6 separate regions of the Mus musculus genome follow, and regions 2, 3, 4, 5 and 6 are each linked to region 1. A link is a contact called in public promoter capture Hi-C data. All regions are on one chromosome and are shown on one strand. Each heading gives the region's core, a stretch centred on a gene start, on an enhancer-like site or on the middle of the called end of the contact. The rest is flanking DNA. Distances are from core to core; before and after follow the strand shown.

Region 1 (4,153 bases), core at 692-3,191:
TAAAATAGGTCATCTCTACCCCCATTGCTCAACAGCTATTATTTTGTAAGTGACATCAATTCCCTTGCTTTTCAGAGAGCACTAAAACCCTTTGTCCTTGCTTTTATCCAGGTATAACACACCCCACAGAAACTGATTCCACAAGAAAAGACAAAAAAAAGTATCAATATTTATGACCATGTATTGAGCCTTTCAAAGTCCAGAGCATCTTCTCATTATCTCACTTGGTTCCCACTACAGCCCTGTGAGGTAGGAATTATCCCCCTCAAAGAGCACCTTCCCCAGTACTACTTGTGATATTACCAATTTGACGGGGCAGCAACACTGCTGTGGGCTAGTGGTCCTGGACTGAATAAAAGGAAGGAAGTGAGTTGAGCCCCAGAATCCATCTCTGTTTCTTAGTTGTGGATGCAAACGGGACCGGCTGCCAGGAGCCCCCACTGGGATGATGTACCATATCCTCAAACTGTGAGCCCAAATAAGTCTCTGAGTTGCTTTTGTCAGATATTTTTCACAGCAATAAGAAAAGTATCAAACTATACAATAAACTGTACTATGAAGATCTATTGGCTTGGAAAAGTGAATCCTCTGGGTGAAAGACAGTAAGTATATAGACACCTGAATATTGCTGCAGATAGTTCCTCGGGTAAGGACCCTAAGGGTAGAACTTACAAGAACATCAGGGTGAAACCTTTTCTCTAAAGCAAAGGTTACAGGGAAGGAGTAATGCAAGCCCTGTGGTCTGGGAGGACTGACTGACTCTTCTCTTCTTCCTCTGAACTCACCACTTCTTCCAAGTCACCATTTTTCCCTCTATACACTGACAAATTCACTGTTTCCATTCACGAAACATTTACTGACCTGGAACTATTCCATAAATATTGCTATTTAAATTTATCAAAATTAAGTAAAATAAGAAATTTGGTTCTTCTAGTCTGCCAGTCCCAAATTACACCCCAAACCCATTTAACAGCACAGATTATTGAACGTTCTATTAGTGTTGTATTGGACAGCCAATGCCACAAGAATGAAAATCTTTCAGTAGCTGGAAGGCTGAGGCAGGAGGATACTCAGCTGGAAGCCAGTCTGTAGTCCAAAAAGGCGAGAGAAAAGGGAGAAGGGATAGACAGCGGACTTATTATGAATGAATCTGTGTCTCTTGCCTTTGAGATCTGGAGGCTTTGGAATGAAGGAAAACTAACACTCTTCCTGTAACCTAGGATCTGTGACTACGTGGTTCTACCTCCTAACACCACGACATAGGTACCATTGTTATGCCCGCTGTACGACTATTACAAGACCCCATGACCAAGGTTCGTGGGCTACAAAGGAACAAGTGATCTAGCCTGCTTGTGGGGCTTCAGAAAGGCTTTGGGGCAAGTGGAGATCAAAATCTATTTGTCCACACCAAAATACTTCCTGAGTATCACCGGAGCCTGTCTACAGAGTTCATTCATTCCCTGCTTCCTCGGGCGATCTGCGGGCGGTCCGGGTCTCTACCCTGAAGCTTCACACTACGCAACTCTCTGACCGGGTTTCCTTCTGCGAGCCTGTTGCCTGAGGTCGCACCGGAATCCAAGACATACGCCAACCTCTTTCTCCGCGTGTGGGCCTAAGGCTCGGCTCCTCCGCCCGCGCGCGTCACCCGCCTGGCGCACAGAGGCTTGGAACGCGCGTCCCGGCGGGTCCCGCCCGCGTCCCGCCCGGCCCGACCAGCGGCGGGGCGCCTACCCTCGCAGATCTGATCCCATAGGCTCTTCCCCGGCGGCTCGACGACCTGCGGGGGTGACACGAGCACTTCGGGAGACCCGGGCGACACTGCGGGCACCGGCGTGCGCGTAGTGATCGGCGAATCCGCGGAGCCGCTCGCCTCCTCACGCAGCACGCTGCGGCTGGATACAAGTCTCGGCGCCGCCATGGACGCGGTTTCTACAGCAACCCAGGGCACCGGGAGGCCGCGACCCGGAAGGAGAAGGATTTCGAGGGGGCGGGCCAGAAAGTCGAAGCTGACTTCCGGATCGCGGCTGCGCGGCTGCTCACGCGGGGACGCTTGGCCTGCTAGCGAACCAGGTGAGTGCGGGTGGTTTGTGCGGGGCCCCGAGGAAGGTGCTGCACGCTGGGGGAGAGGAAAACAAAGATAAGTCACCCCCAACTCGCCTGCAGCCCTCGGTTTCTCTCCAAGCCGTCCCGCCTTGGAGTAGGCATGGGGATGATCCTGGCTAGCAAGCAGCCTGCGGTTGGTGAGGGCAGCACACGCTCCTCTGGCTCGAGTCCGTGTTTTGCACCTTGTTGACTTTGAGACCTAGTGAGTTACAGTCTCCGAGGCCTGTGAGGCTTATTGGTCACACTAACCCTATCCACTGCTGCCGCGGGAATTTAAGAGTGCCTTCACACTGGGCATAGTGGCCCACGTCTATAACCCCGGCACGCGGGATGCAGATCAGCCCTAGCGACGTAGTCAAACTTTGTCTCAAAAACAAGGCGCTTTTGAAGAAAGCTTGTGTTTGCAGGTGATGCAGTGTAGGTTCGGTTCCACTTCTCGCGAGTGAAGTACAGTTAAAGGGATGGAAAAGAGTATGTTGCTGTTGGCTGAGTGGCAAAACAAAGAAGTGGGTTAAGCTGACGCCTGGGACCTTTTTGTCCGGGTTATTTTTCGTGATCACTGGCCCTAATCCTGTAGAATCATCATGGTCTTACTTGATACTGGCCTGTCGGGACTTGTATCTTTCTCTCCTTTGTGAGTCCCCTTCCTATGTCCTCTAAAAGTCAGTATGTCTTGAGGCCCAGTTATGTTTTCTTGTTAATTATCATCCCTGAAGTCCTGTTTATGTCGTCTCTGTTGGCGAGAGTGACTTCCTTGCCTCAGCCCTACAGTACACATGCTGAGTGAGTTATATCAAGGCAGCTGTTTCATCCAGCTGCCCAGTCACCCTCCACTTCTGCCTCAAGGGTTGACTCTACCATCCTATTGGTCAAACTGGAAAACCATGTTCAATATTATGGAGTTGAGAAAAATGCCACCATAATATTGGTGTATAAGATTATACATGTCTGTGGGGGCATCTTCTTTCTTTCTTTCTTTCTTTCTTTTTTTTTTTTTTTTGGTTTATCTGTATAGCTCTGGCTGTCCTGGAACTCACTTTGTAGACCAGGCTGGCCTTGAACTCAGAAATCTGCCTGCCTCTGGCTCCGGAGTGCTGGGATTAAAGGTGTGCGCCTAAAGCAAGGTGAGAGTGGACTTGATATGGCTCAAGTCTGGCCTAGATCTTTGAAGCTGCCCAGAGCAAGCTGAATCCTTTGTGGAGCATGTTAGCGCCGAAGCCAAGGAGAGGTGCAGGATAGAGAAGCTCCTGGACCCTTAATTTCCACCTCTTTCCTTAGAAGCCTCCCATGTTTTGTCTCTAGTCCACAGAGTAGCAAGAAGCATACTGGTGATCATAGTGAAAGCCATGTATTGAATCCCCGGCCACTTGTCGTAAGTGCTTCTGTTTTTCCCGAGGAAAGCCAGGTAATGAAGGTTTCCATGTGTTATGGCCACATGTTAATTCCTAGCAGTCACTTTGAAACTGAAGACAGTGCTTGCAGCTGTCTTGTAGACTGAGATAGCCCAACTTGTGTACCTTCTGGTTCAGCCTTTATATGGATGATAAAACCGGAGTCCAGAGGGGCCAAGGGTATAAAGCAAGGAAGTGTACCAGTGTTTCTATTTGACCCAAGAGTTTGGAGTCCTGGCTGGGGCTTGTCTCTCTTTGCCACGTTGTTTAAGTAGCTTGGGATGGTAAGAGTTGGAACAGGGGGATTCCTTTGTAGACCTAGAGCAGGAACACTCGACAAATGAGCCAGAGGAAAGAGCTGACTATTAACTGTGCCATTTATTGGATCTGGTGGAAGACTGCTTGGATGTTCTCTCTGCTTCATCTGGTTTTTAAAAAAAAAAAAATGTCATGGAAGCCAGCTAAAGTCTTGATCACAGCTGTGTCTTGCAGTGCTGGCTTGAGTAGGCGCTTGGTAAATATCTGTTGAATATAGGTCTGTCTGGAGGTTTCAGGGAGATGGTGGACAAGGAATCAAGTGCTCAAAGCCTTTTCTCTGGGCTTTCCCGGCACCTCTCTGAGGATGGATGTGTTCTTTCCTTCCAGAAAAGGAAAGTGAC
Region 2 (3,764 bases), core at 915-3,414, 2.2 Mb before region 1:
TGCACACGCTCATGTGCTGAAGAAGTCCAGAGCTATCCAATCCTGCAAGAGCTGGGATTACAGAGTTGTGAGCTGTCTGAGCTGTAGCTGTCTGAGCTGACTGAGCACAGTCTCTTAACTACTGAGCCATCCCATAAGCACAATTTCTATGAGCACCTAAATCAAGCCTCTGCAGTAATCCCAAGTGTTATCATAAATACCGACAACTGGGAGACTCAACCGCAATTCCTCATCATAGGGAATAATCGTTTTTTCTATCCACTGCTTGTTAAACACAGCATTTCCAAGTCCTTGTTCCACACGGGCATGAGGCATTCTGATCCTACTTAATTAACAGTGTATACCTCAGAGTTGTCTCTATGACACTGAGCCAGCATAACATAGTCTGTGACAATAAGCATGGTTATACAATTTAAGATGTTATACTAAGTTTATCGCACTCCTAACAATACTACATAAAAGGGCATCTAAAACGCCACAATCACTAGTAAATTTAAATAATGAAAATCGAGGATTCCTTCCAAAATAGAAAATGAGGTCTGAGTATTGATCAGGGTAGAACAGTTTCCAGGACCTGGGTTCCATCCCAACACCATAAAAAAAACAACACAATCCAGTTAATAGCAAATAAAATCTTAATGCTGTTATACATAAAAAGGTGAGGTCCAAATAACACAAGGAATCATTCCTTACATCTCTCTGTAAAAGCAAGACATACTAAACTCAGGCTTTTAGAAAAAGCGCAAAGTTTGTCTAAATTCAAAGGCTTCTCTTCTGTGACTGCAAGGTTAACCACAAACTACTTACGGTCAAATGCAAACTACCTCCCTCTTAATTCAACAGCTGACCCATGCATGTTTCTTTAAGTGGTACAAATAGCTAATGAAAAGACCATCCAACCCCATCCAACCGGTAGAACCCCCACGGCTCACAATCCATTCATTAGCTACAAGAATTCACTGCTGAACAGTTCAGATTTTTTAAACCTCTCCGTTTAAAGCTTGCATCATCTTCCTCCTCATCCCAACCTCTCTGGTCAGCTCACTAAACCCAAGTTGAAAGGACACGTCTCATAGGCAGAGGGGGAGGAGAGTTCCTAGGCTGGGAGCCCAGACCTGTCAAACACATTTTTTTAAGTGCTTCGGGGAAATGTCAGCCGAAATGTTCACGAGGCCCAGTTTAATGTCTTTAGAACCCTTTGTATATCCAGAGATTCGGCCAGACAAAAAGAGACCGGCTTTCGGTTTTGTCCCTCGGGGGGGTAGAGGAAGGCTGGCTGGGTGAGAGCTGGGGCAGTTTTCTGCTCAGGCCCCAGTGCCAGTTGGGTGGCCCTACCCAAAGTTGCTCGGGTCCTGAGGGCGGACGCGGACGCCGCCGCCGGCCTGGGAACAATGCGGGGCTTCGGGGCGCCCACGCTGGGGCCCGGGGAGCCAGGCAGCAAAGGCTGTCCCCCGCCCGCGCCGCCGAACAAAAGGCGCCGTGGGGCCAGCGCCCGGGCCGGGAAAAGTTTGTGAGAGGCCGGGGCCGAGGCCCGAGCGCGCCGCCCCGCACAATGGCCCGGCCGAGCGCGGGAAGGCCGAGCGCCCCGCCGCGCCGCGCCACGCCCCCGCTCCGCAGGGCTGCGGCCCAGTACCTGGTGCGTGTCCTTCCCGCCGCCCGCGGCCGCCGCTGGCCCGCCGGGGCCGCTAGTCATGTTCACGTACAGGGAGCGGGAGAGCGGGCTCCGCAGCGTCCACATCCTCCGCGCCAGCCACACGGACGCCAGGCTCAGGCACAGCCAGCCCGCCAACAGTCTCATCGGGGGGCCGCGGCCGCCAGCTCGGATCACCGCCGGGCCCAAGCCCAGGAGGAGGAGGAGGAGGAGCCGCCGCCTCCGGCCACCGTCGTCGCCGCCGGAGCTCGAGCCATCGCCGCCAAGTCGCCCGTGCAGCCCCCTTCGGGGCCGAGGCAGAGGGAGGGGGAGATGGCGCGGGAGGGGGGGCGGGGGAGGAGCGGCAGGCGCGCGGCCTTCTCACGTCCCCCGCGGCCCTTCCCAGCCCGGAACGCCAACGACTCCAGGTCGTGTTTCCACCCGGTGCACGTACAAACGCAGGAGGGGCGTCCTCCCTGCCCAATGAGCGGAGACCGGGAGGCCCGGGAGTTGGGAGAGAGGGCGTGCACGTCCTCCGTGGCGCCGCCTGGACTCATAATGGCGGAAGATCCGGGGGAGACTTCCTAAAGGGGCTACTAGAGTCTGGCCCCTCCGAGGAGGGGTCTGCAGGACTTCCGGGCTTGTCTTGCCTTAGTAACTACCCTGTGGGCCCCTCGATTACACCTTTGACCTAATTGTTCCCATTGACACAGACCCAGGTTTATTCGATAGACCCGCGCTGCCCTTCTTGCTACAGTCTTGACCGTCTATTTAATAATTTCCATCTGGGGTCAGCGAACCTGACTCCCAACTCCAAAAGCCACCCGATAGCTGCAAAGCAGAGAATCGAGGGGGAAAGAATCCCACCGCCACTCCCAGTCCCGGTGTTCCCAAGCCTGAGAAGCGGCTGTCACAGGTCTAGTGAAGCCCTCATGAGTGAAAGCTCTGCCTTTGTTGGAAACTGTTGCTCCTGGAGCACTCAACGAAATGTGATGGAAAATAGCATCTGCTGGACAACGAAGGCCACAAGTTAGTCCTGGCTGCCATGTTTCCTTGCAAGTTAGTCCTGGCTGCCATGTTTTCTCAAGCTGATAGAAGTTGGACCAGACATTCTTAAAATGTGCTCGGTCTGGGGAGATTTAGCCAGATATTTCTTAGATCATTTATAGCAGGAAGAAGCCCAATGTTTCTAAAATGAGGGTCATGAGATGTCGTTGTGTCTCAACTGTTGCTACTAAGCTACAGCATATTTCCTAGCCCAGCTACTCACACCTTCCTAGGTTTGTTAGAATATGCTTTTCATTTGACAGCGACAGATTCTGTACATTAATTTTAAATTAATTATAAAACAAATTTATCTTTACGTTAATTTCATCACACTACACTGAAGAGATTTCCGTTTATGAAATAATGACCCCTGGATGAGAAATGGCATTCCTTATCACAAACTCCTTAGGTGTTAAAGTATCTATTTACCATCTTTCGTTAATAAGAATATTTTGTTACCTAATGTGCATAGAATATAACAAAATACTTTGTCTTCTCTCATTCTGGTATATTCCCTGACATCTCTCCAAGTTGGGTGTTAAACCCAAGACTATACCTTACTAAATTGAGCTCAACTTTCTAGAAGTACTGGTCCAACATACTTAAAAGAAGCTATAATAGTGAATGTAAATGACTGTATTATGTCCCCTCTTTGAGTTCCAATAAAGCTCTTCTGTATCAAACCAGAGTCTTCACCTTTTTAAGTAAAGAGGAGATACAACAAGAGTGCATAAACGGGCATATTTCATTTCTAAAGACAAAGGATACAGAAAACTGTGTCCTAAGATTAAGCTTGCTTAACCACAGCTCCAAGACTTCAATCCTAAATGTATCCTCTAAACAAGAAGCAAAGATACATCTGATAGGATCTGAAGAATTTGGGGTGAACTTGACAGCTAAGACACCTACCAAATTTTGCTTTATGCCTGAGCAGCTCACCTAAAAAAATAAATTACCCTCACATTCAAACTACTCTATAATCACAAACTACTTGTGTAAGTGTGATTTACATTTAGGAAGCACAGGAAGAAAGCAAAGCACAGCATAAGCAAATGAAGAAGCAAATATGATAGCAAACCTTTTTATA
Region 3 (3,979 bases), core at 172-2,671, 2.1 Mb before region 1:
CTTGCTGGTCAGGTGTTAGCTGTCCTCTGTACTAGACTTTAAACTCTACGAAGGCTTCTCTATGCTTCACATTCCTGGACCATTAAGTGGAGATAATAATTATACTTGGTCGTGGTTATGGGATCATTACTTTTAAAATTAAAAAAAAAAAATCACAGTTCTTTCTCCCAAATATTAATGATGCCAGGCATCAATATAGTACCAAATAATACTCTTCTCATTAGCTGTGCAAATCAAAATTTATAGTGCCCAACTTCGAATTGGTTTACCCAAGGTCACAGCCCCCCAAGAAAACAGGTAAAGAAATCCAAATCTAGCTGATGCCAAGAGCCTTGGTTTTATTCTTAACTAACATGCTGCACATCTCTTTGGTAAAAGGCAGTATGGTGTAGTGGTTAAGAGGTTGGACTGCCGTGCAAAACCTTACAGGTTCAAATCCTACCTCTTCAATATAGCAGCTGATTAGCGACGTGAATTGCATAACCCTGGGTCCTTTCCTATTTTAAACCACACACCGGCTTCAAAGGGATAAGGCGAACCTAGAAGGACTGTTGCTACGTGGCAACATGTTTTCTTCCAATATAAGACCGAACAAGACAGCCACAAATGAAAGAAGCAGGAGTGTCACCCATCTTACACTCATTAAAACACCGTAGCACGGGAATCATATCCCCATTTCACAGATAAAGGTATGATCTTATCTTTTCGCTCCCAAACCCAGGAACTCTAAAACAATATTCCAGGATGACCCGGTATGTGCACCATCCCCCGTTACTGGAAGGTCCCCGGGTCCACGAAGCAGTCGCCACTCTGCTTAAACACAGATCAATGAATGAGGCGTCCCGGGCCCGCTCGGGCTAAGCAGAGTTGACCAGGTTCAACGACCCCTGCCCATGCAGGCGGCCCCGAGTCCAGTGGCTTTCTCCATGTCGCCGGTGCTCAGGCGCCCTTCCCACTCTTCCGAAAGCCGCCACGCCACCGGGCACCAGTGCCCTCGCAGGTGCGGTTCGGGAGCCAGGCCCGGGCGGGGCAGCGCGGCCGAAGCCTGAGTCAGCGCGGGCCGCACCGCCGTCGTCTCCCCACCGTCCAGCCGAACGGAGCGACCCAGGCCCGGGGCGGCCTGGAAAGCCGGGCGGCCACCTTGCGCCCTGCCCTGGTCCCGGGAGGCCGCGGCCCCTCGGCACGCAGCGGCGGGGGCCTGTCTGGCCTAGTCAGCAGCGCGGCCCGGAGCACCGAGCGAGTGCGACGGCTGCGACCCGGATCCCGAGGCTGCCGAGTCGGGGCTCACCTCTCCGCCGGGGCCGCGCGCGGGCGGCGGAACGGCCCAGGGACCCGCGGGCTGCAGAGACGGCGGCGGCCGGGTCTTCTATCAGGCAGCGGCCATGTTCCTGCTGGAGAAACTCCGCCGGACACGTGGGGGGAGCGGGGCCGGCCCTCGCGCTTCCTCTTACCCACAATGCCCCGCCCCGGCGCGCGCGGGACCGCCCCTTCGGCGAGCTGCTCGTGGTGCAGAGAGCGCACATCGACAGCAGGGGTCGCCGCTGCGCTCGCAGAAGGAACCTAGAGCGAAAGACGCTGAGACAAAAGAAAAAGCCTGCCTTGGCAGCGGTGGGATTCGAACCCACGCCCCCGAAGAGACTGGAGCCTTAATCCAGCGCCTTAGACCGCTCGGCCACACTACCCAGCTGTTGACGTCGTTTTCTAAGAAGCTACTTATTGGATTGACACGTATATTTTCTTTCGATTCTTGGAGTTATATTTATTTATTTTATTTCCTGCCGATAGAAATTGCCATAAACAATATTATCATCATGCCACTTATTGAAATAAAAGTATTTAGATGCAAGCTTGTTCCAAATAAGTTTTAAAGCAAAGGATAGTTTATTTTGCGTTCTGAGTCAGTTGGTTAAGGTGTCAGGTTAAGCCACTCAGACACTCAAAAACCCGAATTCGATGTCTGGTTCTGTCAGTAACTTTCACCAAGCTCTCAGAGCTGAACTGTAACCCCAGGTCTGCAGAGTTCTATCTGAAAATTTACGTGTTTAAATTTTTAGTACACAAACAATTTTAAAACTTTGCAGATAAAATATATTCTTTGTAATATTCAAAATAAGATTCTTCGAGCTTTGACTTGCTCTAGTTTCCTAGTACCCAGCATTATTGGCTGATTGTACATCCTTTCTGCTCTTTTGCTGTCAATGTTTATCTCCATAGAAAATAGTTTTGTTCATATTGTGAATGGGTTGGTATATAAATATTAACACAGTAACACATAGAGATATACAGCTGGCTGGTTTTTCACTATACTTTTGATTTATTTTCTGTTTTGCTTTTGTTTTTAACCAGACTTTATTTTTAAGTATCTTTGCATGTTAATATGCCCATACAGACTTTTACGTTTACTTTATTTATTTGTTTGGGAGTGGGGAACGGGCGGGGGCGGGCCGTGGAGGTCAGAGGACAACTTGCCTGATGAATAAGTTCTTTTGTTCCACCCTGTGGGGGCGTCTTAGGTTGTCAGGCTTCGAGGCAAGTGTGTTTACCTACCTTCTGACCGAGCTATCTCACCAGCCCTAGATATTTTAAAACACTGAAAAAGATGAAAAAAAAAATAGTCACACACACCCCATATTTCCACCACCTAGAATTAAACTCATTTCTGCATTTACATTTGAACATGCATACATATTCATTTGTTGTTTAAACTAAGGTTCACAATGCCCAGGCTGGCTTTGAACTACGTGCATTGATGAGTTTGAATTTCTGATCCTCCTGCCTGCACTTCCTAAGTACCAGAATTACAGCCTTGCACCTGGCCAATATGGCATTTTGCTTCCAATTATTTTCTTGTGTACATAATTTTTATTAAAAGTTACACAAGTAAGGCCTTCGAAATGGCTAAGCGTGTAAAAGCATGTAAAAATCCCTGGGACCCACATGATAGAAAAAGAATCATCCACAAGCTGTTCTCTGTCACACATACTCACACGATAATTAAGTAATTAATTAATTAAGTAAGATACACAGGTGATAAATGTAATGTACACTTTAAAACTGTGTCTTAAAATATGGGCTAAGAGATGGTAAGCACACTCCTTTAGTACCAGCACTTGGGAGGCAGAGGCAGGTGGATCGCTAAGTTGAAGGCCAGCCTGGTGTACAGATGAGTTCCAGGACAGCCAGGGCTAAACAGAGAAACCCTATCATGGAAAAACTGTGTGTGTGTGGGGGAGGGGGTGGGGTGGGGGGTCTGTGTGTATATCTGTGTGTGTCTGTCTGTGTGTGTCTGTGTGACGTAATGGTGCATATCTATGGTCCCAGCCATCAGGAGGCAAATGGCAGAAGTTTTTAGCAGATTTGAAGCTAGCCTGGTCTACACGGTGACAGACTATGCTCCAGGCTAGACTGGTCTACATGGTAGAAGTGTGTTTCAGGCCAGTCTACATAGGACTACATAGGATATTCTGTCTCAAAACAAAAATAAACAAAAATTTAACAATATCCTGGACTATGAGAGTAAAGTCCACCACATTTTTAAAAATCCTCTCACAAGCACCCTTCCAGTTTACAAATAATATGAATTTGACATGTATCCTTCTAATAATTTTGAAAACTACATGCATAAATCCATGAGCAATATAAAGTGTGCTTTTCTGTGTTATCACAGGATACCAACACCTTGTTAAAACTTTTCTCCCATATTATGTTTTTGAGATCTATTATATTAGTCCATGCTATAAATAAACAATACTTGTTTCTAACTTTCAATATGGAAGGAAATACCCCTATCTGTGGCTTCTACTTTATACATGAATTTTCCTCCGTGTTTTCTACCAGAAATGAAACTCCCAAAGCATATGTTCACTTCCTTTTCTTGACCGGAGGTAGAAGGGGATGAGACAGGGTCTCTTTACATGATTCTCGATAACTTAGAACTCCATGTTGGCCTGGAATTCAGTGAGACCCCACTGTCTCTGCC
Region 4 (3,855 bases), core at 858-3,357, 2.1 Mb before region 1:
AGCACCTTTAGCCACTGAACTATCTGGCCTGTTCTATTTTGATTGGCTTCTGCTTCCTAGTCAGGGTCTTGCAATGTAGCACAGGTGGTATCAACCTCACATGCCTCCTGTCTCCACATCCCCAGTGCTGAGGGCACCACTATACCTGGCTAATATTACTTTGTTACATTTTTGGTTGGCATTCCTCATAAGGAAATTTTTTTTCTCATTTATATCACCATGGATTCATCATTAACAAACTGCAATCTGTTGCTATTACTACTTATTTTGATACTCATGGGCTGGGGACAGTGGCTTGGAACTTCTCCTTGCATGTGAGTGGGCCCTTGGTAGTACCACGGGAGAACAGGAAAAAGAAAAAGGAAGAGGGAGGCAAAAAGAGAAGGAAGTGTATTATTTTGATGCTGTTATTTTTTAACAGTCCCTTCACAATAAGTGTTAGAAACAACACAGCTTTCTTGGGCACAGTTTCTTTGATTCTCATAGCTCTTTGAGCAAAGAGGTCATTTCTCCCCTAAGTGGTGAGCTAACGCCTGCTTTGCTAGTACAAACTGTGGATAGACAATTAGATTTCTAACCCTAGGTTCTTGGTACCTTAAGGTCTATTAAGGAGTCTTTCTTAAGGAATGAAGAGGAAAATCTCGCCAGAACAACATTCCTGTAGGGACAGGGTTTGATGGTTGTGTGCCTTCTATCCCAGCACTCTGGAGGCAGAGCCAGCCTAATCTACATAGTGTGCTAGGCAAAGCTGGGGCTGCACAGTGAGACTCTGTACAAACAACAAACCAACCTCACAATGGGGAGGCTTTCTTGACCTTCACAAGACCATGTTCCCAGGAACAGGTGCATGTTACACTGATCTGAAAAGGAGCATCTTAGGACCCACAAGAATGATGGAGAGTGGCACGCCTAAGGCATCGTTAGCACTGAAAAAAGAAATTAGGGTGAAGTATTCCTTCCTCCAAATTACCCGAGATCTCAGAGAAATAAAAGTATCTCTGAGGATTTGTAGCTTCTTCCTAGCAATTTCTCCTGTTTTAAGCCATAGTAATCTGAGTACACTATTTTAAGGCCACAACTGGTGCTTTTTTTGGATAAGGCAAACTTTCAACTGCTTTCCACTTTAGTTCGGGTGACACTCCGGATCTGTGTGAAGGAGTTAACTTCAGGAGGTTTCTACCAAATCACTACTGCCAAACCTGAGTAATTACTCCCCTCCCCCCCTCAGTTGTCACAGTTCTTCTCCCGTCCTCTGTAGATGCTATCAGTTATAACATCCCCTCCCCCCCTCAGTTGTCACAGTTCTTCTCCCGTCCTCTGTAGATGCTATCAGTTATAACATCCCAAACATCTGCGCCGACCTTTCTGCCCTCTGAGAGTTTCCCTAAGTGAGGTACCCAAATATATTAAAAGTTTAACCCAAGAAACAGTAGTTACGGCTGTGTTAACAAGCTGACGCCGGCAAGCTGGCCACCAAGTGCAATGCCTGATCTTAGGTATTTATCCTGGGCTCTATGAACCTTTAAGAAATTCTATGCAAAACTGTGGCAACTTTTCTCAGGGGAGGCGGCTTCCACTGGCCAGCCCGGGACTCTGGAGTGTGAAGTGGGGTTGGTGACTGCCCTTTTAGGAGTTCATAGCCAGGCCCCTGGAAGGCCAGGGCTCCAAGATTGAGGAGCAGCTCTCACTCAGTAGCGTTCTCTCGGCTTTAACTTCCCGACGGACCATGAGTCTCCCTCCGAGCATCACCGAGGGCAGAGCCAAGGAGAGTTGGCCCGCATCCGAAACCCTCGGGTGGGAAGATGATGACCCGTGCCCAGAATTAGTAGTCCTCGGCACCCGGTGTTCGCCAAAGCCACCTCCACACTCCGGAACTGGAGTGCACTCAACTGAGGAGACGCGACGCAGACAAAAGAGGAGGGGCTGCCGACCGCACCCTCTTCGTCTTTCCCCGCCTCCTTTGTTCCTTCCTAAGCTATTATTGGCTGATGGTCCTCGGACCCGCGACCTTTTTTGATATTCTATTGGCTGAAGTCGCTGTCACTCTATAGGCGGCTCATTCGTGATTGGTCAAGGTGCCTCCCGGGTTTGAATCGTCTCCCCGGCTTTGGGAGGGTTCTGCCAAAGTGCCACGTTGGGCCGGGCAGCAGGCGTGAGGAGCCGGCTCCCGGCGCCACCCGGGGCGCGCTCGCTAGGGCGCCGGCCTTTGGGCGGCGCGGGATAGCGGCGAGAGCTGCTGCGGGACCTGCGTGTCCCGCCCCAGGGTGGCTCTGGCTGAGGGCGGCGGGGCCGGGGGAGAGCCCGGGGCAGCGGCCGAAACGGCAGGGCGGCGGCAGAGCCCGCTGCCCCCGGACGTCCCCGGCGACATGCTGGCAGATAACCTAGTGGAGGAGTTCGAGATGGAGGATGAGCCGTGGTACGACCACCGGGACCTCCAGCAAGGTGAGGGCGAGGTCGCCGGTCGGGAGGGGGGGGCGGGATTGTTGGGGTGGGAGTCCGGGGGTGGCAGGTGTGGAAAGTGCTAGAAAGTTCCTTAGGCTGGAGGTTTGGGATGCCGCGGCCCGGTGCTTCTTGCCCTCACCTGGCAACGGATCCGCCCATCCCGACCGCAGAGAGCAAGCGCGCGCGGCCCACGGCCCTGCGGGTGCGCCACACAGGCTGATGCTCGGTGCTTTAAGAAAGCGCTTGCCGGGTATGAGCGGATGGACCTCTGAGGTGGGCAGGAGTGGACCAGCTTGTCCTGCTCTAGAGGCGAGCTGCTGGCCTGGGTCCGGGTCGTGCTGCCCTGCCTGCCCCACATCGCCTTTCATGGTCCGCAGAGTCTGCAAAGCCGCTGCAGGTGGTGGGAGGGCAGTGCTGCTGTGCGGTACCCGCGCCATCTCTCTGTGAGAGTAAATTTTTTTTTTTTTGTCCCGTTTTCCAGAAAGCAGAGGCTAAAAGATTTAGGTGGATTCCCTAAAGCCGAGTATGAGGAGCCTGTAGACACTGTTCAGTTTCTTAGCATCCCAGTTTACAGCTTACTCAGTTGGGTATTAAACTGTTTTGTTTTGTGTTTTAATTTATTACTTAGCCATCGTTCATCGGGGGCTAAATGAAATTATTCGAGGGCAGCTCTTATCATGCGCTTATCTTTCTTTCGGGTTTTCAATTAAAAATAATCCTGCCTTGGTTTTCTTGCATCGGGGCATCTCCAGAGACAATCTCAAGAGTGCCCCCAGTCTGAAGCCAGTGGCCCATTTTCTTGTACATTCATAGCAGGATTTTGTGTTTGGGGACACTGATAGGCCGGCCCTCAACACCCTGGTAGGCTCCTTTAATTCTCCCAATAGCATAAGGTGCTGCAGTAGGTACCTCTGGCTGAAGAAGATACTGTTGGGGAGACTAGGTATTCACGGCAGACCCCAGAGTAGACATTGTTAACCACCATGCTGAGGGATCCGCAGGAATCCTTTGTGCTATTCTGTATAATGATCTCCACTCCAAACTTTTTGGGAAAATTAATATCTCTTTTGAGTTGGCTACTAAACACCGCCTCTTGTTCACAATTCAACTGAATCTGATGGGGGAAAAATTCGGGCTTGAATGATCCATACTTAGAAAAAGAAAACAGGTAGCTCTTTGGAGAGATGCTAATTTGTTTTTTGTTTTTTTGTTTTTTTTTTTGTTTTTGTTTTTTTGGTTTTTTTAATCCTGTCTGTCTTGATTTCTTAATGTGAAATGACCTAAGCCCACATAGATCCCTGTACTGCTATAATTGAAGCTGACTAGCAGTTACAATGCCGATTTGCCATCACATTTCTCCATGTCCACAAGACAAATTTGTTAGACATTTAGCCTACTTGAGATTTGCCCCAT
Region 5 (4,010 bases), core at 272-2,771, 2.4 Mb after region 1:
CAAAAGAAGATAGTTCCCTTTCTCGATCAGAGAGATGAGAGAGAGAGAGAGAGAGAGAGAGAGAGAGAGAGAGAGAGAGAGAGAGAGAGAACACCAAGTTATCTTCCCATAAGACTCAGTGTTTTCTTTTCTTTCCTAAAGGCACACTCTGTTTTCCAGCAGAAGGTAGGAAGCCAGTCCTGAGAGAATTCCTTTTCCTCACCCTTTTAAATCTTGAGGAAGAGCTGCCAAGTGTATAAATTCCTCCTTTGATGAGAAGATAAAGCAGAACAATGCTGTAGAGCTGAGCAGATTCCTAAGGGACATTCTTCTGGGGTGTGTAAGCTTGCGTGGAGGTGGGGCTAGTAGACAGCTAGGGGCTGGGAGGGAGGGTGGTACAGCCAGAAGTTGCTCCTAGACTTCTCCCTAGAATAGCCTTTCCTTTTGCTTTCAGCTAGTGCTGGAGACTAAACCTACTTAGGTGCACTACCACTGAGCTAGGTTTGTTTGTTTGTTTTTGGAGACAGGTCCTGAACTGCTGAGCTTTAGAGTAATCTCCTGTCTTAGCTTCAGCTTGGACTACAGGAAGATGCCACATTCTCATATTCCCTTCCCTGCCCTCCTTCCCTGCCCCCTTCTCCCGCTTCCCCTTAAAGCAGAACTTCATCCAGCCTCTAGAAGTGCAAGCGTGTTTATTTAAACCAAAAGGATCAGAGGTCTCTCCTCCCTTACTAAAGGAAAGGGGGAAATGCTGGGAATACACTTCGAAATCCCAAAACCCAAGCAGACTCTGCCAGTTTACGTTGCCATTCCTCTCCTCCGACAGTTACCGACAGTCGTCTTTTGCAATCTGTAAAACGGGAATAATTCTCCCATCTGCTTCACAGTTTTGAATCAGACAACAGAGCGCTAAACTCTTTACAAGCCCAATTGCAGTCCGCGCTCACGAGAAAGGTATGATTACTATGGGGCCTGGGTGTGATGTCTGGCCGAGCGCTGTTATTACCGGGCTAACCTTGCCCACCTGGCCGCGGCGGGGCTGTCAGCAAACACCAAGGCGAGAACGCCGCACGCACGCATCCAGCCCTTTCCAGGGCCCACACGACGAGCTAATGCAAACTTCGAAGCACCTGAACGTCCGCGAGAGCTCGCCGACCGCTGGAGGGAATGAAAGATTTCGTCTTGACTGTTCTTTTCTGTCTTCCAAACCAAGCTAATCTCTGGGCGGCCTGGGGCCAAAACCTCAAACCAGGCAACCGCAAGCCAGAGATCAGAGGCGCGCGGTGCTGGGACAGGGCCCGGGAACAAAGGGCGCTTCGGAGCTCGAGGCCGGCCAGGAGGAGTCCCGGGGTAGCCTCCCCGAGAGGCCCCCGGCCGGCCGCGCCTAAGACACCCATTCCCCGGGGCAACCACACTCCATCCCGCAACCTCCCCGCTGCTGCCTTTCAGGCTCCGCCTGCGCCCCGCCCGCCATCTCAGGTAGGCCATCCGCGTCGGCCAATCGCAAGGCGCTCAAGTACGGGGGCGGTGCTTGCACCATCGGAAGTGACGTGCAGAGCTCGGCTGGCCGCGGAGTCAGTCGAAGCTCTCCTCAGCGGCCGGCTGAGCCAGCTGAGGCGGGAGAAAAACATGGCTCGGACCTTGGAGGGCGCGAAGGCTCGGGTTGCGGTGAAGACCAAGACTCCCGCAGCGTGAGGTGAGGGGCTGCCGGTGCGTGCGGAGCGGGACCTGGCTCTGCGCAGCCGCCGAGGGACTCAGAGGGGAGGGACCCGGCCGCCGTGCCCCTTGGTCACTCCATCCTCTCTGACTCCTTCCTCGGGGCCCCGTCCCCCACCCGACGGTCGCCAGCGCCCCGCGCCAGGCCCCTTTGTCGCGGGCCGCCGGACGCTGCTGTCCCTCGGGGGGCGGGGGAGGGGAAGCCACCCCACGGTCCCCCGGGACAGCGAGGGAGCCGCGGTGGCGGTCCCAGGCTCCTGTCCCGACTGTTCTGGAGAGTGGCTGTTGAACTTCTGCTATGGCCTCTTCCTTCTCCTCTCCCAGCTCGGTTTTTAGAGCCTCGGGTGGTTCTTTTTCTTCTGAGACCCTTCACCTCGTTACCTTAAAACAAAAATCCAGAAACTGCTTGCTTTGGGAACGCAATGATATTTGTGTATATTTAGTGCATCATCTTTCTGCTAGGGCATTAAAGTAAGAATATTTAACTCTTCCTGCGTGACTGAGGAACAAGGAATAATTGAAGAGGAGGGGAGTGTATACGGTAGTTCTTTCACCGTGTTGTCCTGATAGAAGGTGAAGTCCTAATTAGTATATTTTTATTTTAGCCAGTGGGTGTTTGAATTCAGTGACACGAAGGAAGCATCCCTGTTTGAACAAGATTACTTCTTAAAAAGTATCCCTAAATCTTTCCAGGTAGGTGTCAGGAAGAATACTGCCTTCGGGGCGGGGGGCGGGGGGGGGGGGAGATCACTGAATGTGGTACATCTCAAGCCAAGGACAGAAAATAAAAGGCTATTCTTAGGGGGTTGGTGAAGTAGTGTTCGGGAAGAGAGGCTGCGCAGAGGTCCTGGAACACTGGTTCCAGGGAAGACTTTGTACTCTTGCCTCCCTGATGGTTCTTTCTCCACGAGAAACTGTTAAGTAGCTCTGCTGTAATTGGAGTTGGTTATTCAAGGTTACAGACCACGCTGAAGTGCCTTGGTTGAAATTTTCAAGTTTTTGAAACTGCCTGCAAGTTTGGCATTCAGTGTTTTGAATACTGAAAAGCATTGTAACTGAGAGAGAGATATTTGTTAACTCAAACTTAGTTTCAAAGTGATTTTTAACATAGATACATAATAAATACAGCACCTCCACAGATTCCCATGGGTGCTGGCGGAATTCATATTGAAAGCAGTTTGTCTTGTAAAAACCTCCGTTGTCTTGGGCATGGTGGTGCACCCTATAATTGCAATGCTTGTCTGCACTGCAGAGCTCTGGTAGGAGAGTCACATTTAAGGTCCGCCTAGTCTACCTAGTGAGACACTGTCTCTAAAAATGATAATAATAATAAAGGAAGCAAAGCTGGGTTATGATTGGTGTGCATGTTGCTTGCAGTCTAACTTGCAAACATTATACTTTAGTGGTCTCAATCTTTTTTCATTTTTATAGAGCATAAAGGTTGACTTGTTTGCTTTCAGGATTTTAGAAACAACTTTCTGTAATTAGCTGTGTAAGTGTATAATTCTTTGTTGCATCTATTTAGAGCTCCAAATTTTCCATTCAGTTTTATGTTGCTATGTACATTTCTGTGCCCAAGAGTAAATCTGGCATATTGTTTGGAATGTAATAAGTTCGGCACATTCAGTGCATTTCTACCTAAAGACAGGCTGTTTCTAAGAGCTCAGAGTTTGCCTCACAGCATCACATCAACCCTTCAGATCAGGAGAGGTACAAAGCACTTTCTTAAATGCTTTAACCACATACCTGTAGAGATGAGCCTGAGCTACAGAAGACTAGCTCCAAAAACAAAAAGCAAAACAGCAAAAGTTCTGTGAGCTGGGGGTATAGCTAAGGAAACTTGTCTAACCACAGGTTTGATTCTCAGTACTTTCAGAATGAAGTTGTAACTTACCTTGCTTTATTTAATAAGACAACTTAATCTGTTTTACTAATTGATCATATTTCCAAGACAGGCAAATACTGAAGATATTTTAGTGTGCTAAATTTACAGAATTTGATGATTTGTTTAATCTGGACACACACACCCTACCCTCCCAGTACTAGGGATTAAACCTAGGGCCTAAGCAAGGACTCTACCACTGAGCCATATCCCCTTTAGTTTGGTGGTTTCATTTGATAGTTGTAACTGAGTTGGGCTATAAACCAACCCTGAGAAACTGGAGGGAGGAGGAAAAGAGAGAAAGAAAACAAAGTAGAAATTGTTCAATCCACCTAGGAAGACAGGTTAGCCAGTTGGTTATAAAGACAGTGGTGGATTCATAGTTCCAAAGAAGGCTGTGATCTCCTGGGTTGAGAGCTAAAGAAATGAGCAG
Region 6 (4,162 bases), core at 68-2,567, 2.9 Mb before region 1:
CTATCTTTAAAATGTTATGGGCTTTCTTTCCCATTATCTGTTTTTTGCAGTAACCAGGGCTCAGGCTCATCTCTTAGCAAAGAGAACATACAAAGAGAAGGTCAGAAACCAGTGGATTTTGAGTAGTAGGCAGCCTTAATGCACGCTGTTCTCCCATGCAGTTTTTTTTCCTTTAAAAAAAATTGAACCAACATTTAAAAATAGAATTTCCACCTTTTCTCTAAAAATCAGCTGATCTGGCAACACTAAGCCCTCATTCTCACATGGGAACAACTGACTGGAGGTGAGCGAAAGCCATCTCTTTAGAAGAATGTTAATTAGCAGGTTGCCGCTGTCCACAACATTTCTTGTATTCCCAAGATATGTGAAGTATGACCTGATCAGCAGATGACCGACCCCTCACCAGGATTCTTTGTTCATTGCTATGACCTATCTAGCCTCTGCGATAGTAGTGCATCTGTGACCCTTGGTTTAAAGGTTAAGTCTTTGAGCCAAACTTGGGTTTAAATGAGATGTCAAAGGCACTGAACTGAAAACCAAGGAAGGTATTCCATGATTGGCATAGTGTGTGGAATACAGAGGTAATCATGAATGAATACCTACTGAGAGTGTACACTATAGGAAGGCAAGCAGAAACTCAGTTAGTTTCAGTCTTGTCGTATCCTTAGAGTTTAGTACAGTATTTGGCAAACAGCAAGTGTTCAGTTGCTATATTTACTGAATGAATGGATGGATGAATGAATGATTGAATGAATGAATGAGCAAATGCTCAGTTTATTGAGTGATTAAAGGGAGAGCTCAGAGGATTTAAAGGCTGTATTTTACAAAACTTTTCAGCAAGGCAATTCTAATAATATTACTTTGCTGAGACCTCAAGGTACATCCTGAAAGAAAAGCCCACCAGAATGTGCCAGCTCCGTGACCACGTTCGGGTGGGTACGCGGCAGTCCCTCGGGAGCCAGGCTGAGTTAACCCGCCTGGGACAAGACAAAGCTGTATCTATCAGCTCCTCTGCCACCTGGTACGTGGCAGCTTGATTTCAGTACTTTCTCTAGATCTTTTCTATTTGACAAGCAAAGACAGAGACCCACCCCTAAAATCCACCATCCAGCGCCTGCCCTAACGTTTAGGACCGTGCCCATACTAAACATGGCCAGTCTTGAGCTTCAACACGCAGAACCACGCCCTAAGCCGAGGGAGTCCTTGAATCAGGGTTCAGGGAGAGAGCTGTTCCCACAGTCAATATGGCGGCCTCGCAGCTTCAGTGCGGGGCGGGGCTGCGATGCCAGCGAGTCACGTGAGCTGCCCACTTGGGCGGCCGCGCGACGCACGCGCGCCCCTCGGTCGCCGCTCTCTTGCTCGCTCTCTCCGCGGCGCTCTGAGGTGGTGTAGGGCGTGAAGCCCCCCGGGCCGGGTGAGGCGCAGGCGGCGGGATGCGGCGGCGGCCGTGGCGGAGTCGCGGTCCGGGCGGACTGGCGCGGTGATGAGCGTCGGCAACCGCCGCCATGTCCAAGGTAACGGCGCCCGGGCCCGGGCCGCCGGTGGCGGCGGGCGGGAAGGAGAAGCGCTCGTTCAGCAAGCGGCTGTTCCGGAGTGGCCGCGCGGGGGGCGGCGGCGGCGCTGGCGGCCCCGGGCCGGCCGCGCCCTCGTCGCCGTCGTCGGCGCGCTCGGTGGGCAGTTTCATGAGCCGCGTCCTCAAGACGCTGTCCACGCTCTCGCACCTCAGCTCCGAGGGCGCCGCCCCGGACCGCGGCGGCCTCCGCAGCTGCTTCCCGCCCGGGCCGGCCTCCGCGCCCACGCCGCCGCCGTGCCCGCCGCCGCCCGCCTCGCCCGCGCCTCCCGCCTGCGCCTCGGAGCCGGTGCCCGGCGTGGCGGGGCTCCGCAACCACGGCAACACGTGCTTCATGAACGCCACGCTGCAGTGCCTCAGTAACACCGAGCTCTTCGCCGAGTACCTGGCTCTGGGCCAGTACCGGGCGGGCCGACCGGAGCCAGAGCCGGAGTCGGAGCAGCCGGCGGGCCGCGGGCCGCACGGCCAGGGCGAGGTCACCGAGCAGCTGGCGCATCTGGTGCGGGCGCTCTGGACGCTGGAGTACACCCCGCAACACAGCCGCGACTTCAAGGTGAGCCCGGGGCGGGGGGCCTTGGAGCTCGGGCGCTTCTTGGGCTCCTCCTCTTCGGGCCGGGAGGATTTCTGCGCTGGATGCTCAGAGAGTTCTGGAAGATAACCCAGATGACAAAGGAACGCATTCCTCCCACCATTCATCCAGCCAGCTTGGCTTCCGAGCGCCAGAACATGGGCGCCAGGTCCTGTGATCCGCCTTGGGGATGGATGTTGCCAGGACCAAGACCCTGCCTTCATGGAACTTCAATCTTTGGAGCGGGTATTGGTGGGAGAGTATCTATCCATCTGGGTTCGAATCCGGCTTCTGCTTCTTAAGTAGTAAACCACTGAGCCTCTTTATGCTCCCGTTTACCTGGTACTTACGTTTAGCAAGTTGACAGGTTACGTTGGACAGCGAGATTACCCAGTTTGGGCACTTCTAGCGGGTTCAGTGTGATACATAAAGTGCTTTAGCTATGTTAGTACCGTTCATGCTTAGTGCTTTTTTTTTTTTCTTTCTATTCTTAAGTACAATGAACCAGGTGTTATCAGATAGTACTTTGAAGAAGGCAGAACTTGATGATGTAATAGATGGAGGAGGTGGTCCTGGCCCTTGGCTTGCAGCTGCCCGTGTGCACTAAGAGGATGAGATTGGGAAGCAGAGGAGTTTGCTGGTCCAGATGGTAAGGGTCATTTAGGCTATCCTAAGGAGTTGGGTTCTTACTGTAAGCTGAGCAGAGAGGTGATTGGAGATTGTATGAGGGATACTTTGAGGTGGGATATGGGTATGATATTAGCGAGAATGGAGTCGGACAGTGAAAAAATAAGTTTTACCATTCCTTCCCTCATTTCCTCATGCTTAGAACTCCACAGTTTGATAGTTGCCCCCATTTTTTGACAGTTGTCTCACCCTGATTTTCTACCAGCCTTCTTTATTTTTTTGAGACAGGGTCCCACTATGTAGCCCAAGGCTGACTTTCAACTCGAGATCTTCCCGATAGCCTTCTGTGTGCTGGGATCAACCTACCCCTCTCCACTGCTCTTCTAAAGAAAACAAATATCAAGTTTAGAGACGTTGGTAGACAACATTAAAAAATATTTACATAGGCATGGGGTGTGTGTGTGGCATTTGTGTAGAGGTCAGAGGACGATTTGTGGAGTCGGTTCTCTTATTCATTTATGTGGGTTCTGGGGATTTAACTCAATTTGTCATGTTTACCTGATGGTCCATCTTGTCAGCCCAACAGTAGCTAAATTTAATAAGGTTATTATGCTTTTATTGTTTTTTTTTTCTCTCATTTGTCTTCTATTTATGGCAAGTGGTACTGGTTTTCCACTGTGCTATCAAGTTTCTCTCTAAAATACCTTTCTCTAAGTCCTGATTGGATGGCAGGCCTGAATGATGATGCAGCTGAGAAGTCTGCTTTGGCTAGGTCCTGCCTTCTTGCTGAAGAGCAGCACTGCCACTGCCTACCACTACCTTTTCAGTTGTTTTTGCTTATAATGCATTCATATTGCTTAAAAAGAAAAAGCGTTAGCTGTTTGATCTTGAAATTTTGAATGGAAGTATTAGTCTGGAACGAGGACTAGAGAAACAAAGATTAATGTTACAGGTCTCCAAGTAAGAAACCAGGAGAACTGCATTTTGTGTAGGGTCCCACTTCTTTGTTTATAGTTACCCACAGGTAGCCTCAGTGGAGGGGAGGTTTTCAAGGCAGGATCCTAGTGTGAAGTTTGCAGTTTTTTGGTATGTCAGCTTCTTAGCATGTGAACATTGCAGTTGTTTTTAGGAGGTGCTGCTCCCTTCTGTATCTATACTCTATGAGAGCAAGCAGAAATAGGTTAGGAATTCTAGGCGTGCAGGATGATTGCTAGGCATACTTGGGCAAAGTTGAATGCATTCTTCGATGTCGTTCCCATTGCTTTTTATGAGGCCGTGCTCACTTTTACATCCATTAAGCTACCAACAGAAATGGGTCGATACTTTTAGAAGAATAGAGATTTTAGAGGCATATTTGGCAATGTTGAGCTGTTTCTTGGGAGTCCTCATGTTTGAAA

Evidence for each region. Promoter capture Hi-C pulls out the DNA fragments that hold promoters and counts their contacts. Capture Hi-C pulls out chosen DNA fragments and counts their contacts.
Region 2: a contact with region 1 is called in a promoter capture Hi-C map of pre-B cells, with 3 times the contacts expected there. The contact joins the promoter of Mettl9 here to the promoter of Iqck in region 1. A contact is called at or near these places in 5 of 39 promoter capture datasets (hematopoietic stem and progenitor cells, hippocampal neurons, liver and 2 more) and 2 of 484 Hi-C or Micro-C datasets (B cells and CD4 T cells).
Region 3: a contact with region 1 is called in a promoter capture Hi-C map of pre-B cells, with 3 times the contacts expected there. The contact joins the promoter of Polr3e here to the promoter of Iqck in region 1. A contact is called at or near these places in 5 of 39 promoter capture datasets (the 3T3-L1 cell line, the C10 cell line, cranial neural crest and 2 more) and 1 of 9 other capture datasets (adipose tissue).
Region 4: a contact with region 1 is called in a promoter capture Hi-C map of liver, with 4 times the contacts expected there. The contact joins the promoter of Cdr2 here to the promoter of Iqck in region 1. A contact is called at or near these places in 2 of 39 promoter capture datasets (liver and pre-B cells) and 1 of 484 Hi-C or Micro-C datasets (B cells).
Region 5: a contact with region 1 is called in a promoter capture Hi-C map of pre-B cells, with 6 times the contacts expected there. The contact joins the promoter of Pik3c2a here to the promoter of Iqck in region 1. A contact is called at or near these places in 2 of 39 promoter capture datasets (liver and pre-B cells) and 1 of 9 other capture datasets (liver).
Region 6: a contact with region 1 is called in a promoter capture Hi-C map of liver, with 2.4 times the contacts expected there. The contact joins the promoter of Usp31 here to the promoter of Iqck in region 1. A contact is called at or near these places in 3 of 39 promoter capture datasets (the 3T3-L1 cell line, liver and pre-B cells), 2 of 484 Hi-C or Micro-C datasets (both in CD4 T cells) and 2 of 9 other capture datasets (adipose tissue and liver).

Annotation. Positions count from the first base shown.
Region 1 is chr7:118,853,540-118,857,692 of GRCm38.p6, reverse strand. It overlaps Iqck (IQ motif containing K), which reads right to left and starts at 1,941. Exons shown (of 9, transcript NM_001374605.1): 1 at 1,732-1,941. The coding sequence starts at 1,918. It overlaps Knop1 (lysine rich nucleolar protein 1), which reads left to right and starts at 1,695. Exons shown (of 5, transcript NM_023197.3): 1 at 1,695-2,070. The coding sequence starts at 1,917.
Region 2 is chr7:121,032,845-121,036,608 of GRCm38.p6, reverse strand. It overlaps Mettl9 (methyltransferase like 9), which reads right to left and starts at 2,164. Exons shown (of 5, transcript NM_021554.2): 1 at 1,634-2,164. The coding sequence starts at 1,798.
Region 3 is chr7:120,915,220-120,919,198 of GRCm38.p6, reverse strand. Polr3e (polymerase (RNA) III (DNA directed) polypeptide E) reads right to left here and starts at 1,421. Exons shown (of 21, transcript NM_025298.4): 1 at 1,289-1,421. It overlaps n-TLaag4 (a tRNA gene), which reads right to left and starts at 1,682; the gene lies at 1,601-1,682.
Region 4 is chr7:120,980,564-120,984,418 of GRCm38.p6, reverse strand. Cdr2 (cerebellar degeneration-related 2) reads left to right here and starts at 2,107. Exons shown (of 5, transcript NM_007672.2): 1 at 2,107-2,442. The coding sequence starts at 2,367. Mfsd13b (major facilitator superfamily domain containing 13B) reads right to left here and starts at 1,910. Exons shown (of 8, transcript NM_001374644.1): 1 at 1,689-1,910.
Region 5 is chr7:116,440,969-116,444,978 of GRCm38.p6, reverse strand. It overlaps Pik3c2a (phosphatidylinositol-4-phosphate 3-kinase catalytic subunit type 2 alpha), which reads left to right and starts at 1,521. Exons shown (of 33, transcript NM_011083.2): 1 at 1,521-1,675.
Region 6 is chr7:121,704,597-121,708,758 of GRCm38.p6, reverse strand. It overlaps Usp31 (ubiquitin specific peptidase 31), which reads left to right and starts at 1,317. Exons shown (of 16, transcript NM_001033173.2): 1 at 1,317-2,123. The coding sequence starts at 1,506.